Linked DNA regions of Cricetulus griseus: region 1 is linked to region 2. The links are chromatin contacts, called in public Micro-C maps. All regions are on one chromosome and are shown on one strand. Each heading gives the region's core, a stretch centred on a gene start, on an enhancer-like site or on the middle of the called end of the contact. The rest is flanking DNA. Distances are from core to core; before and after follow the strand shown.

Evidence for each region. A called contact is a pair of places that touch in the nucleus more often than the background predicts.
Region 1: a Micro-C map of the CHO-K1 cell line shows a contact between it and region 2, with 6 times the contacts expected there. The contact joins two enhancer-like sites. A contact is called at or near these places in 7 of 8 Hi-C or Micro-C datasets (the CHK-Q cell line, the CHL-YN cell line, the CHO-K1 cell line and 3 more).

The regions. Positions count from the first base shown.
Region 1 is chr2:182,167,171-182,174,391 of CriGri-PICRH-1.0, forward strand. No RefSeq gene overlaps it. Among named protein-coding and RNA genes, the nearest start is that of Lmnb1, 44 kb to the right of the region's middle. Within about 2 kb of position 4,426, at least 1 of the 6 cell types and tissues checked has open chromatin away from gene starts, as enhancers often do.
Region 2 is chr2:181,860,261-181,867,064 of CriGri-PICRH-1.0, forward strand. No RefSeq gene overlaps it. Among named protein-coding and RNA genes, the nearest start is that of C2H5orf63, 89 kb to the right of the region's middle. Within about 2 kb of position 1,406, at least 2 of the 6 cell types and tissues checked have open chromatin away from gene starts, as enhancers often do.

The sequences.
Region 1 (7,221 bases), core at 3,176-5,675, 310 kb after region 2:
GACATAAAACTACAGCTTTCATCAAGGACAGGAGCGCTCCCGTCATCTCACTTCTGTGGATCAAGCAGAGCAGTACCCAGCTTTGTTCAGGATAGAAGCGGCAGTGGCCAGCAAGAAGGACAGCTCTGGCTCAGCATTGCGCAGGCGCGTGCCCTCCTGAAGCGCTCCAAGGTTTGCCGTCTATCCGGCAGGAACCAAAAGACGCTTAGTGCCCACTGTCTCAGTGGGAAACTCAGAAATGCTGGCCAAACCTGTTCCAAAATTCTCCACTTCCTGCTTGAGGCTTGGACACACTGGTCACTGTCATCCTCATTTTTAAATGACAATGGTAAGGGTACCAATGTGAACAGCCTGTCCCAAAGGCTGCCTGTGTTCATAAATGCATCCTTCCCACCCGAAAAGCAGAGGATTCCAACAGGGCCACTGAAGCTCCGCCGGGTAGTTTGAAACAAAGCAAGTGTTTTTTGCAAGGAGGATGCCTGAACAGTAAATACAAGAGGGTAATTCTATGACAAACTGACATTTACACTTCCCTAAAGGGGACAGTCACTGGCTCTCCCAGAATATTCAACCACAAGTGAGAGACACACATACCACTTGGCTGTAGCTGTAGTAGATTCCCACCTGAGTGTTGGCACAATGGGCACTCATCAGTCTGTTTGAAGGCAACGCACAAAGCCCAGCCTCAGGCAGCTTTATGTCCCCAAACTTCAAGCTATCCAGCAACACCACACTCTAATCCAGATGTCATCTGCTGAGCAGAGAGCCACACCCCAGAGAACCCTTAAGCCCACGCCAGGCTGGACCCTCTGTGGGCTCCACTTCCAAGGCTCTGCAGTATGACCTTCACCCTACAACAGTCTCAACCTTCCTAACTCCAGCAAACCTTTAACACAGTTCATGATGTGGTGACCCTACACCATAAAATTATTTCGTTGCTACTTCTACTTTAGCTACTGTTATGAACCGTAATGTGGTATCTGTTTCAGATGGTCTTAGGCAACCCCTGTGAAAGGGTTGTTCTGGGGGCCGTGACCTCCAAGTTGAGAACCAGTGTTACATGTCTGTTTCACCTCTAGGACTACCTGGGGAGTACAGTGGAAACAGACGCAGGGCTGAGCTGTGTGGCCATGATACCTAACCTCAGAGTTGAGAACGGTCTTCTTGAAACCAGCTTCCTACTAGTCAAATCCCCCCCGAAGGTTGTGAGACCAGCGCAGTCTGCAGCATGAGTGGCAGCTCTTTGCTGGAATTGGGGTTTTACATACATCAGGGTATGGGAAGGATTCTCAAACTATTATCAGGGTCTCAGGTTGCGCAGTTGGTAAATGACTGACAGTGCTTATGATTTACTCGTGAAACAAAAACTGTGTTGCTTCTGGCATTCTCAATGGCTTTCCCTGAACCACTGACAAATTCAAGGGGAAATGTTGATTCTGACCGACACTCTGTGCACTTACAGCTTACAGGAACCCCACCATTCCATACCAAGTCTCCTATACTCTCACCCCAATTCTCTAGGTAAAATAATCTTAAGCTCAGTTTTAAATTCCTATGTACTTACAACCTGCTATACTGCCATGACCTTCTCATGTTATCCAATTTAATTCTACCCCCAACACTGGACTGAACTTTTAATCTAAACTTACACCTAATAAAACAGGTATAAGAAAGTATGGATTTTTCAGGATCATGCCATGCCACTGACTAACAGCAACTAGTGTCATTAACTGCTATTCTTACAAGGGGTTTTCCATTCAGAGAGACAGGTCCAGCGTTGTTCTATTTGAACCCTGTCTGTGGAGGCCAGTCTGGGAAAATTTGGAACATAACCATGACTACATTTGGTATGTCCTAAACAATGGTCAATCCGGTTGTTAAAATTCCTTTTACCTCTATTCCAATCACAGCTGAATCACCAGTTCCAATCATCCCTATTATTCAGTCACCCCCACCCCACAAGAGTAACTGGGAGGTACTGGCAGCCACACCGGGTCACTGTCAACAATTCACAAATAATGTCAACATGTCACTTCACGCAAGCCAATTACTTTCAACTGCTTTCTGTGTGCCCCCAGCCTCCGTGTCGCTTATGAACAGTGAACACTTCCCATAGAAGACTTCAGCCGAACACAAATTACCTCCCTGAACAAAGACTGTGTCCCAAAACAGCCAACTTGGCAAAGATCATTCCTCCAGGCTGTGGTTCGTGTCTTGAGGGACTGTCTGCTACACGAGTGAAAGACAAAGCTGAGGGTCTGGAGAGACTGACCGGAGGACCCAGGTTTGGTTCCTAGCACCCACACGAGGCCCACAACCATCTATAACTCCACTTCCAGATCTTTCAACTTCCACAGGCACCGATGGTACATATGCATCCATACAAGGAAAACGCTAACACAGACCTGAGCAAGAACTGGGGCTGGGAAAACAGAACCAACCCCTCTCCACCCTTTAGTCCATCTGCCAGGCTTCCTTTAAATCAGCTCTAAACAGTGCCCACTGTATTTGCCACTGCTTTAATGAAGTTTGGACAAAACAGGCATAGGGGGTTATTGTGGCCACTGGAATCATTCCAATTCCCGTTTGCCAATGGGCGCATGTTTCACCAGTAAGCTAACTAAAACTGGGTAAACGATCTGCTGCCCACTGCCTGGGACAGCAGGAGAGGCAGAGTTGTCAAGGACAGATGCAGCCGGTCACAAAGAAACCTCCCCTCTGGTAGTCCTGAGGCCAAATCCTCAATGAGTGCTGAGGGGACAATGAGTAAATGACATCTTTTGGGCCCATTCAGAATCCTATCTGCAAAAGAGTACCACTAGCTAATGAGGAATAGGTTTGAGTCAGGAAGCATTTAGTGACAATGACAGTTAACATTCAATGAATGTGGCCCTACCCACCATCCTCTCTTCTGGGTGGTTTTTCTGTCTCCCACCCCATGTGAGAACCACGAATCAGGAGCCTGTGCTCCAAGTGTTCCCCCCAGCTGCAAGGCATAAACCCAAGAGTTCCACCTCAGGTTTGTCTCAGGATTCTGGGGTAAGATCATCCTGGTGCCCTCAGCATTTTTCTTTCTCCATAGAAAAGCCCCTTCCAGGCCTGGTACTGGCACTTTTCCTGTCAGCTCCATGGTAGCTTCTGGGGTAGAACCCAGACCACTGTTTCTTTTATAATGAAGAATGAGCATTCTGGACTGTGGGCCCCATGTCTGTCACCCTACCCCACTCTACCTCTGCATTCAATCTCTTAACAAAAACTTAAGGAGAAATGGTCTGACTTGTCATCTGGGAAAATGCACAGGAATTTTGCTTCCCCTCCCCCTTCTAGAACAAGGGAATGGGGGAAACAGGCAGCCAAATGATGAAGGCGGGGTCATGGCCTCAGGAACTGGGCCAGAACATATGAATGGCAGGATCCAAGTCAAAAAGCCTGGTGCTGTTACAGGCAGCTTGAGCCAGGAGGCTCCCTGGCTCAGATGGAGAAAACCGGAGCTGGCATTCTGTTTGGGAATGGGGTAATGAACAGTTATCTGGAGAGCCTTTCCAGCCACTAAGCCAGAAAGCCAACTGGAGTTAGCTGCCCCTCCGGTGTATACACAACACTCAGTGGCTAAGACTTGAGGCCAGATTTAGGTCCCAGGACCACAAGGGGATTGGCAGATATGCCTAAATTGGGGGGTGGAGTACATGTCATGACCCCCACACCTCAGAAAAGGGAGGCAGGAAAGGGAGTTTGCAGTGCCCTGGGTTACAGAGATCCAAACTCAAAGCAAAACCAACCAACCAACTCCGAGAGTTTGAGAATATTTGCTGTGGATGAGTCACAAGACTGAGGAAAACAAAACATGGGCACAGGTATCCCTGCCCCGTCACACTGCAGTGAGGTCTCCCCCAAAGCAGACTCATGGAGGCTGGCAGGGGGTTGGGGAGCTGAGCAAGTAGGTCATTAAGTGGAGCTTCAGAGAGTGGGCTTATTGTAATTGTTCTTATTTTTTGTGCCCTCATGCACCAAGGCAAGTGTGTGGAGGTCACAGGACAGTTTGGGGGAGCCAGTTTTTCTTTCCACCCAGTGGGTAGGAACTCAGGAAGTCAGCTTAGGTGAGCACCTTTATCCACTGAGCTGTCTCCTTAGTGAGGGTTTAAGTCAAAGAAACCAACACCAATTTTGCTTAAAAGAGCATACAAATGAGGAATCTTTAAGAGCCAACCCCAAGCTCATGTGGCAACCCACAGAAGCACAGTGAGTCTAAAAAGCCAGTGGAAAAGAACAGAGTGGCCGTCAGGGAAGCCCTGGTGGAAGAAGGCACTTGCATATAAATCTGGGAGACTGTGTTTTATTGTTATAAAGTCATTAAGCTACTGGGCAAGCTGTCTCCTGAAATTGAGAGGTGCACTTTGCTCTGAAGAAATGTCAGCCAAGGACAGGATTTACTGAGCTGTTGAAAGTGAAAGAGAAAGCACTATTGTGGAAGTGAGCAGTAGGAGGTAGGGAGTGGGACAATTTCACACCCCGGGCCTGTGCAGGTCTCCAGGGCAAACTGGCGCTGATGCCTCTCTGTGTACTATTCTCTGACCCCTCCAAAGCAGCCCAGCCCAGCAGCTCCCACCCCCAGACCATTCCCTGTGCATTAGATATCCTTCCCTACACAACAATTAAAGTGAAATGTCAATCCTCCAGCAATGTGATACAACTTCTCTAAATTTTGCTTCTTTCTTATTTTACCTAAGAAGTTTTCCATTCCCATCAGTTTGGATGATTACCCCTTTCGAAAGGCAGCCAAACAGAAGAATAGGAATTCTAAATCACACTTCTGTCAGTACTGTTGCTGCTTCAGTCAGCACAACGGCCCCAGTGTCAGAATCCTAGGTTTTGCCATACATAAAAATGTCAAGCCCTTGCTTCAGGACCAGACACTCTCCTCCACACAGCCTTCTGAAGTGCAAGCTACCTCATGAGAGAGGTTCAGGGTAAGATCCTTTCTCATTTTAAAATGCATGTTGGCCAAGGAACATTCAAATAAACTTCTTTAACATAATGATAGTAAGTTAAGATGATGCATAAGTCAATAGATACATGACTTAGAATAATTACTCCTTAAAAATGAACACACGTATCTATACACATGTATATGACAATAAATTAAATGGTATAGGCAAGCCCACACATATCTATACACATATATACAATAAATTAAATGGTATTGGTAAGCCCACACATATCTACACACATATGTATATGACAATAAATTAAAAGGCAAGGGCAAGCCCTGCCTTCCACTCTAAGACTGGTAACACAGAATTAGCTAAAGCTTGTTCAGTAGCATGGCACAAGATCTAATACTGTCAAAATCCTAGGACTTCTAACAAAACAGCCACTCTTGCTGTGGAGGGGTCACAATCCTAAAACCCCAAGAGGCAAACCATCTATTATTAGGAAGTCAACAAATGTACCTATACCATAAAAATAAGCAATGCCAAGAACTCAATATAGGAGGATCCTCGGGGATTCCCGGTCTCAAGGAGAGATCCTATCTCAAAATAAGGTTGGCAGCTCCAGGGGAATGATACCCAAGGTTGTCCGCTAGCTTACACTCACTCCCTTCGCCCCTCCTTCTCTCCTCCCCTTCCCTCCCCCTTTAGAAGAGAATCAAAGGCAAACTCAATGGCTTGGACAAATGCCAAGGTGGACAGGGCTAAGAGTAGAATTAGTGAGACAAGCACCAAGGACTCACTAAACACTGCACAGAGAAATCTAAAAGGCAAGCAAGGAGAGGTTCAATACTCCATCTTCAAATACTGGACTGGGGGACAGGGAACAACGGTGACATGCATTCCAACAAATAAGAACATAAGATGAGGGTCAGAAGAATGAAAATAAGCTAGACATGAAGGTCAAAACAGCAAGAAAGACAAACCCAGGGGGAAAAACGAGTTGCCACCTGTTATAAGAAGATAATTTCAACCGGCCGTTGGTGGCGCTGGCCTTTAATCCCAGCACTCGGGAGGGAGAGGCAGGCGGATCTCTGTGAGTTCGAGGACAGCTCTGGTCGCCAGAGCGAGTGCCAGGATAGGCTCCAAAGCTCCAGAGAAACCCTGTTCTTTTAAAAAGATAATTTCAAAGTATATTCGAGTGTGCCCTCTGCCTGGCCTCCACCAATGGAGATGCAGGTGTAGCGCCCCAGCACCCCAAAATCCACAGCACAGGCTCACAGCAGCTGATCCCTGAAAACGGCCAGACGCTCCAAACTACTTTGGTTAATTAAATCCTGGATCTTTATTATAATTTCACAGGATCACATAATATTCTCCTGTGTTACAACCACCATTTTCTCCCTCAGTGCCTACCTAAAGTGTTGGTTTTTATAGCATAATTAATCTGGCAGTAAAGAACCTGGGATATACTATGATGACAAGAACCCCATCTTGTGACAAAATATTTCACAACCACGTTTGGCTGTCTTCCGTATAGCCATTCAGAAGATAAATCTGTGCTGAGAAGTTATCATTTCATCTGCTTCAGCAGACAGAATTTCTGACCCAGCATTTATCTTGTGTCTGCGACAGCAGCGGTGCATGCAGTAAATCTGTGGAACACAGTAATTTGGGGCTTTGTGAGTTATTTTCAAGTGAACGCTGGTAGTCTTTACACAGCTTTCTGGAGGAATATTTTAAGAGGAGAGCAAACACTGGCTTTGGGTTAGCTTCTGAAATATCATCCATGTGTTCTAGGGAGGGTTCCGACATTCTGCTCCAAGATGAACCAACTCTGCTAAAGCAATCACAGGACAGAAATCCTGAAGTCCACAACCAGTGATGCCCCAGCAATCAGCACAGATAAGGGCCACCTGCCCCGGCAGGCTCCATTCACTGTCCTTCAGTTATTCTTCCAGCAGGGGGTTCTTAAATGAATCCTTTCCCCTTTCTATGTTACAGGAGAGTAAAAACAGACTCTATGTACACCTTCTGTGTTAAATTTGAAAGCCATTGGTGATAAGCCCATGCTAAGTGAGTCGACCATTCCGTTACTACTGACAACGGAGCACCGAGGAGTCTGAACTATCACCTTCCTCAACTGTGAACACATCATTGAAAAGTCCAGTCACACAAGCCAATCAAAACTAAAACCTTTCTAACCTGTCAAGGTCTGTCTGAAGCATTGCTTTTCAACCTTCCTAATGCCTCAGTGACCCTTTAATACATACAGGTTCCTCAGGTTATTGTG
Region 2 (6,804 bases), core at 156-2,655:
AAAACTAAAATCAAAGAAATCTCTACAGTCCTAGATCCACCTAACGTAAGTGTTAAAGGGGCCTTGGAAAAAATGCACAGTTGTTTACAGCTGGGTATGGTGACACACACCTGGAGTCCCAACCCTTGGGAGGCTGAAGCAGGGGAATCTTGAGTTCAAGTCCAACACGGGCTACATGGCAACAGCTTGTCTCAGAAAAAGTGTGTTGGGGTGGGGGAGGTGGTTCATAATAATGGCTGCCTGGTGGCCTGAATTCAATTCCCAGATCCCACAGGGTAGAAGAGAATCAACTCTACAAGTTTTCCTCTGACCTTCACACAGGCACCATGGCTCAAGGGCCAGCCCCTCAAACACATTCCTTTTTTTATTTTTTTTATTAATGTTTTGGGGTTGGAGGGATGACATGGCGGTTACCTGTACACTGCTCTTAGAGAGAATCCAAGTTCTATGCCCAGTACCCATGTCAGGCAGCTCTCAACTACCTATAACTCTGGCTCCAGGGGAGCCGACAGCCTCTTCTGGCCTCCCAGGGCACTGCACTCACAAATACATACTCACATACAGACACATAAATCTACATAACTTTAAATATATCTTTTTTAAGAGTACTGAAGCATACAGTATACACTAATGAAGTCAATGGAAATGAATGTGAAATATTATCCACCCATAATCGTGAGTGGAGAACGGTACACACCACAGCATGGCGCAGCGTAGACAAGACCTTGAAAACACCGAATGGAGGAACCAGACAGAAAGCACGTGTTCAATGACTGTTTCCATGAAGTATGCTGGACAGAGGTGTGAGTCACAGCCTCAGTGTGTCATCGTGAGATTTCATCATCTACTTAGAATGCTAAAGCTTAGGAATTCCTCTTGGGGGAATTTTTCACTTTGTATTTATTTTTTGGAAGTTTTCACTATAATATTTTCGCAGCACAGTTGACTGTGGATAACTGAAGCCATAGAAAGACAAACAACTGATGAGAGAAGCCATTAGAATAATAGCTTTAAGAAAACTCCTCAACAAATACTGTGATTAAGAAACTGATGGTCTTGGTGATGTTACACTCCACTCTCAACAAAAATGCAACAGGATAAACTGGTGACTTGATGATGTCATTGAGATCCTAGGATCTCTCCATCTCTCTGCTCTGCTGTGCAAGCACTGGCTATGGTCTCCCTCCGCTGCTAACACACCTGCTGGTTCCAGGTGCCAGATTTTACACTACCATATCCAACATCAGGAAAGAAATCAATAGAGACCAAAAGTAGTAATTCCCACACGGTGGTCTCCTTTTACTTCTTTTTCAGAGCCCATTGTTCCCTCTCCAACTCTCTAGTTCCCTCCCTACTCCTATACTGCTTGGGCCAGGGCTAAGTTACTTTTTTCTTTCTAAGCCAATCACAGGCAAGAGAATTTAGTTTACCATTACTGTCAGCCAATCACAGTTAATCAACTAGGACTGAGCACAGTTTTCTTTGGCAAGGAAGAAGGAGCAGACTTTTGGGCTGACAGCTTCACCAGGCTGACTCACTGACCAATTAACAGCCAACCCCATCCCTGTGAGGAGACCACAGTGAGCCTGTCTATCAAACACACGGCCCAGACTCTCTCACACAGGAAGGCTATCTAGCCTTGAGTCCTGTGGCCCGGGAGCATTTAATATGTATTAATCTTCTGAGATAAAATCGTTAGTCATGTGTTGGCATCTGCAAATTAACACTGGCTTCTGGGGAGAAACCGGAGGAGGGGGGAGGGGGACATCCCACTGCATTTTTCAAAGGTCCCACATCAAAAATTTATCAAGTGTAAAAATCCAGTCTGTTTGATGCTGTTAGAATGGTTAATATTACAAATAGCTACTGGAAACAAGGCACATCTGACACCTGAAGAATTAGACAGGGATCCAAGTGTTTTCCTGTCTAGACTAAGGAAAGTTAGTTCTTAGATGGGCAGTTGCCCTCTTTTTGTCTGATTCAAAGCTTGATTCAAAGGCTTCCTGGGCATTCTATTTATCAGGGAGGTACGGCTTGCTTCTCAGCAGTCTCATCAGGACTGATTTACTAACATGCCGCCACAGACAGTCTGTGAAGTCTCTATAGCTCCAGCCCACGGTGCCTCGTAATTCACACCTCCTTTAGGTGAAGGACTTAATGTGTAGATGGGCTCTGACATACGAGTGCTGCTCACCAGTACACTGTCAGAGCAGGTCTGAATAATTAGCACAAGAGCTCCTCTTCTGAGATATTAATACCTTACATCATAAATGTCAAGCGCAGCACAAAGATGCAACTAGCAAATCTCGGAAGGGAAGGAGGGCAGGGTGCCTGTAAATCACAGTGGTGCATTCTGCTTTCCTTCCATTTTACTACCAGGAAATAAACCCAGGCTGGGGAAGATTTTAAAAATCTTGCCCTCCTCTAATTTATTATTTACCACGGTGGTTTCCTGAAGTTGTACCCTGAAGGGAAGGCTGAGGGTTTGGGGGGGGGGGCGTGTTCTCAGTTGCTGGGGTGGAGAAGAGGGATGCTTTAAGGGAAGCAACAGAGGGGTCAATGGAAAGCAAAACCTCACAAAACCTCTCTCTGAAAGTGTGGTCCCTCTACCTGTGACCCTGTGCTCTGTGCCTTTGGGACACAGAGGCCAGGCAGTTGTAGAATGCCATTCCATGTGAGAGGTGTTTTCTCTAAAACATCTTAGCCTCAACTACCCAAAGGGAAAAAAAGATCACTTTTATGGCTAGAGAATACGTGTGAGCATGAATGTCACAGTGTAATGCTCATAAACTGCCATCCATGAGCTTTGCTAGAATCCCTGGGCCTTAAAGAAACATCCTATTCAGATCAGGTGGACCCTGACAGTTTGTAAAACTACATCGGTCTCCAACCCCAGCAACAGTCATGGGGTCTTGGATTTAGATGTGGAATCTCTACTTACTGAAAAAAAAAAAAATAAGAGCCATGCTTTTCTATCCTTGGAGAGCTCTACTTGTTAGAAGCTTCCCAAGATACTGGCTGAGGCCTGTCTTTCTGCAACTTCAGCCACTTCATCCTGTTTCTTCCCTGGGACTCATGGGATAATTCTAACTCCTTTTTCTTTTGGAAGTCCTTCGTGTACTTGAGAGTTGTATCCAAAGCTGCCGTATATGAAACTGATTGATCCCAGAAACTTCAATTGTGTGATAGAGTTTCAGGCCCTCCTCAGAGCAAAACAGTACTTCAGACCCTCTTAAAGAGAGTTCATACAAACACAAGGAAAATGCATGCCAGATAACAGTGCTTACCATTGCATTGTATTTTATTCTTACCTAAGTGTTATGGAGGAGTTGGGGAGAATCTCAGTGGTGAAGCACTTGCTGCTCTTTCTGAGGACCCAAGTTCAGTTCCCAGCACCCACACTGTGCAGCTCACAACCACCTGGAACTCCAGTCCCAGGGGACCCAACAATCTCTTCTAGCCTCAATAGGCATGCGCCAATGGGCACATGAACACACACACACACACACACACACACACACACACACACACACTAATTAACAAACTGCTGTGCTATATATAACATTATTATATCCACAACTTAAGGATGAAAAATTTGAAACTCAAAGACATAAACCAGAAATTTCTGTTCCTGTGGCTTGAATGGTTCAGGGCCAGAACCAGTCAAAGCCAGAGATTTTAGTCCCTGTGTCATTCTGCGTCACAATCTAGGATAATCATTTCTTCATTTTTATGAAAATAAAAGCCAAACAAATTTTCTCTGTTATTGGCTCTCGAAGTTCCTCCCCAAATCTTTATCATCAGCTCAAACTTCTCTTTTGATTCCTGGATTCCTCTACCCAACTGGCTACCAGACATCAGCCACATAGACAATCTCTGATTACCTCAATTTCAACAAATCTAAAAATGACCTAATCTATTTCTTCCCAAACATATACCCCCTACAAAACAGAAAATGGCTTCGTTTCTTCTCAGCTGTCCCTTTGAACCTTTCTCCTACACCCATATTCAAATGTGGGTTTGCCATCCCAAAAAAACAATATCCAAGCTTCAAATGAACTGCAAAACCTTCCAACATCCACCCACTCCTCCCTCGCCAGTTTTAGCCTCATTATTTACCCCACGCCCTCTACACCACAATTTAAATAAACCTACTTCTGATCCTGCAGTCGTTTAGTTGGTGTTACCTGAAGAGCTGTACATGTGCTCCCACTTCCTGGAAAATTCTTTTCTCTCCCCTTTGCCGGGTGAGCTAACTCATATCCACCCTCTGACTTTCCGGCCTCAGTCAGCTTCCGGAGGTAAGCTTCCCTAATTGTGAACATGACACATTCCGATGGACACTAATTTATTCTACCATTGCCTGTGCCATCCTTTACTGTAACATCGTAATTATTTCCATAAAGCAAGGAATTATTTCTTGTTCGTGTGTAAGTCACCAGCCTGGAACAAAGGGAGAGTTTGAAAATATCTGCTGAACAAATGAATGGAAGAAATAAAACAATGGTAGTTAAATCCCTCTAGTGACAGTGCCTGGCCTCTGTGATGCCAGCACAGGTTAGCCATTTGTCCACCACCAACCTCCCTGCCACCTGGTCCTGTTCATCACTTCAGATTGTTGAGATGCCCTTAGACCCTAATCCTCCCATATGTTCTTTAGCCCATGAACTATCACTGCCAACTGAGTGTTATCTAAAAATTTGACTAGCATATTTCTTATATCTTCATTAGACAAGGACAGAGCTGAGTGACCCCATTAGATACCTTGCCCCACTAATCAGCACCCATTGGATATGCTAATTCAATCAAGTGTTAAAATGTTACAACCCCTCCCCCCCCACACACACACACAGTTTCAAGACTATCACAGGCAAGTTAGTCAAGAGTCTTGATCAAATTCAAAGAAAGATCACTATCATTTTCCATGCTCATGATTCGAAACCTTTCTGGTGTACCACACTTAGATATAATGTTCGTATAAGCATCATTAGGTACAGTTAAGGCTTTTGTGAAACTCCCAGAAGCACATTTACAACTCTCCATTTTTTTTAACCATTAAAGAAATGACCATGGAGGGCAAGTGGAACAACAAACACAGGACACCATGAGGTCATTCCCACACCACAGCAGGTACAGACTGCTTACTTGAGCAGTCAGCCTTACTTTTCCTTCCTGGAAGAATCCAGCTTCCCAACTCCATCCCTCCTGGCCTAGACCTTGTCTTCTTCCCATGTGGCACTTTATTTTTCCAGCCCTTTCCAAGGCTGACTGCCAAACCAACTGAGATGAGAAGAATTATATGAGTAAACCATTCAATAAGAATCAAGAGAGACTACAACCTTTTGCCTGCAGGAATCTTTGGTCTTGAGGAACCTTTGGTCTGGAGGAACCTTTGGTCTAGAGGAAACTTTGGTCTGGAGGAACCTTTACCTGGAGAGCTAGATAGTCCACCAAGACAACTGTAGTGGAACACACTAATCAACTGTGCAATGCATCGCCCCACAGCGATGGACTGTGTTCATGGGAGAAGCAGAGGTCTGAAAGATAAGCATGGTGATAGCTCAGCAGCCTGATTGCAAGAAGTATCAAAGTGAGGAAGGAAAAAAAAAATCTGTTGGTTCTTCAACTGTGACCCCGTGAATTTTAAGCACTCTGGGACAAGGTTCTTAAGGAAAACCAGATGTTAAATTCCATGAGAGAATGCTATAGCTGTGATGTGACATCTCATTTCTAGGACTCCAGGATTCTGCCCGAGATTCTGTTAATAGATGGATGATCAGGTCAGTAGCAAACTGCAGTTGAACGGAGCTTAAGAGAAGCCACTAGAGCAGAGCTACGCCTGATCTCCAAGAAGCAAGGCAAACAAAATGTGAGGTTGAAATCAGGGTGGACTACCTGACAGTGGGGTCTCCTAATCCAGGATACTCAGAAGCTAAAAAGTAAAGGGAACTTTAATCCATATGGCTGTGGTGTGAGGTGGGATACTAGTGTTGGCTCATTGTGGCAGATACTGTCAGTTGTCTGCCTCAATCTTCTCCATGAGACTTGAATCAGGAACCCTCATCTTATGTGAACAGGGTAGACTGTCATCCAACTGTAAGATGGTGTTTCCCAGCCTCCCGTTCAGTCCAATTAAACCAAGAGGGGTTTTGTGCTAAGTTCGGGGACTCATTTAGTAGGAGAGTAAATACACTTCTCCTCTCCCACTTCTCTACCTTGATGGTAGATCAAAGAAGCCATCTTGAACCATGAGGTGGGCATGGATTGCAAGATGGTCTTCAGCCTAGATGCCACACACAGAATATGGCAAAAATGGGTGGAGTCTCTGACATTGCTGCTGCCGTAGCAGTCCCGCATGGTCTCACCTCCAAGTTTCTTTCATGTGAGACACAGATAACAATCTTTTTTAAAATGTTGTTTTCAAGCTGGGCAGTGGTAACCCACACCTTTAGTCCCAGCCCTCGAGAGGAAGAGGCAGGCGGGTCCATGACATACTGCCTCTGCCTTCCAAGTGCCTCTGTCCCAAGTGCTGGGACATCAGGGTGGAAAAGTGACGCAAGAAAAAGAAAAACCCTGAGTCACCTAAAGAAGAGCCGCTGTGGGGTCACTGTAGGCTGTAGGCTGGTACCTCTTCTAAGTCATAGTCTTACAGGCACCAGCAACAGCAGCAGCATCAAGCTGGTAGGCGAGCTGAGACTTTAGATAACCATTCCTACCATCCTGCTAGGAGGATGCTATGATAATGCAAACATTTATCACCTTCTGGATGCACCCTATAAAGAGGAAAGATTCTCCTCCCCTGTG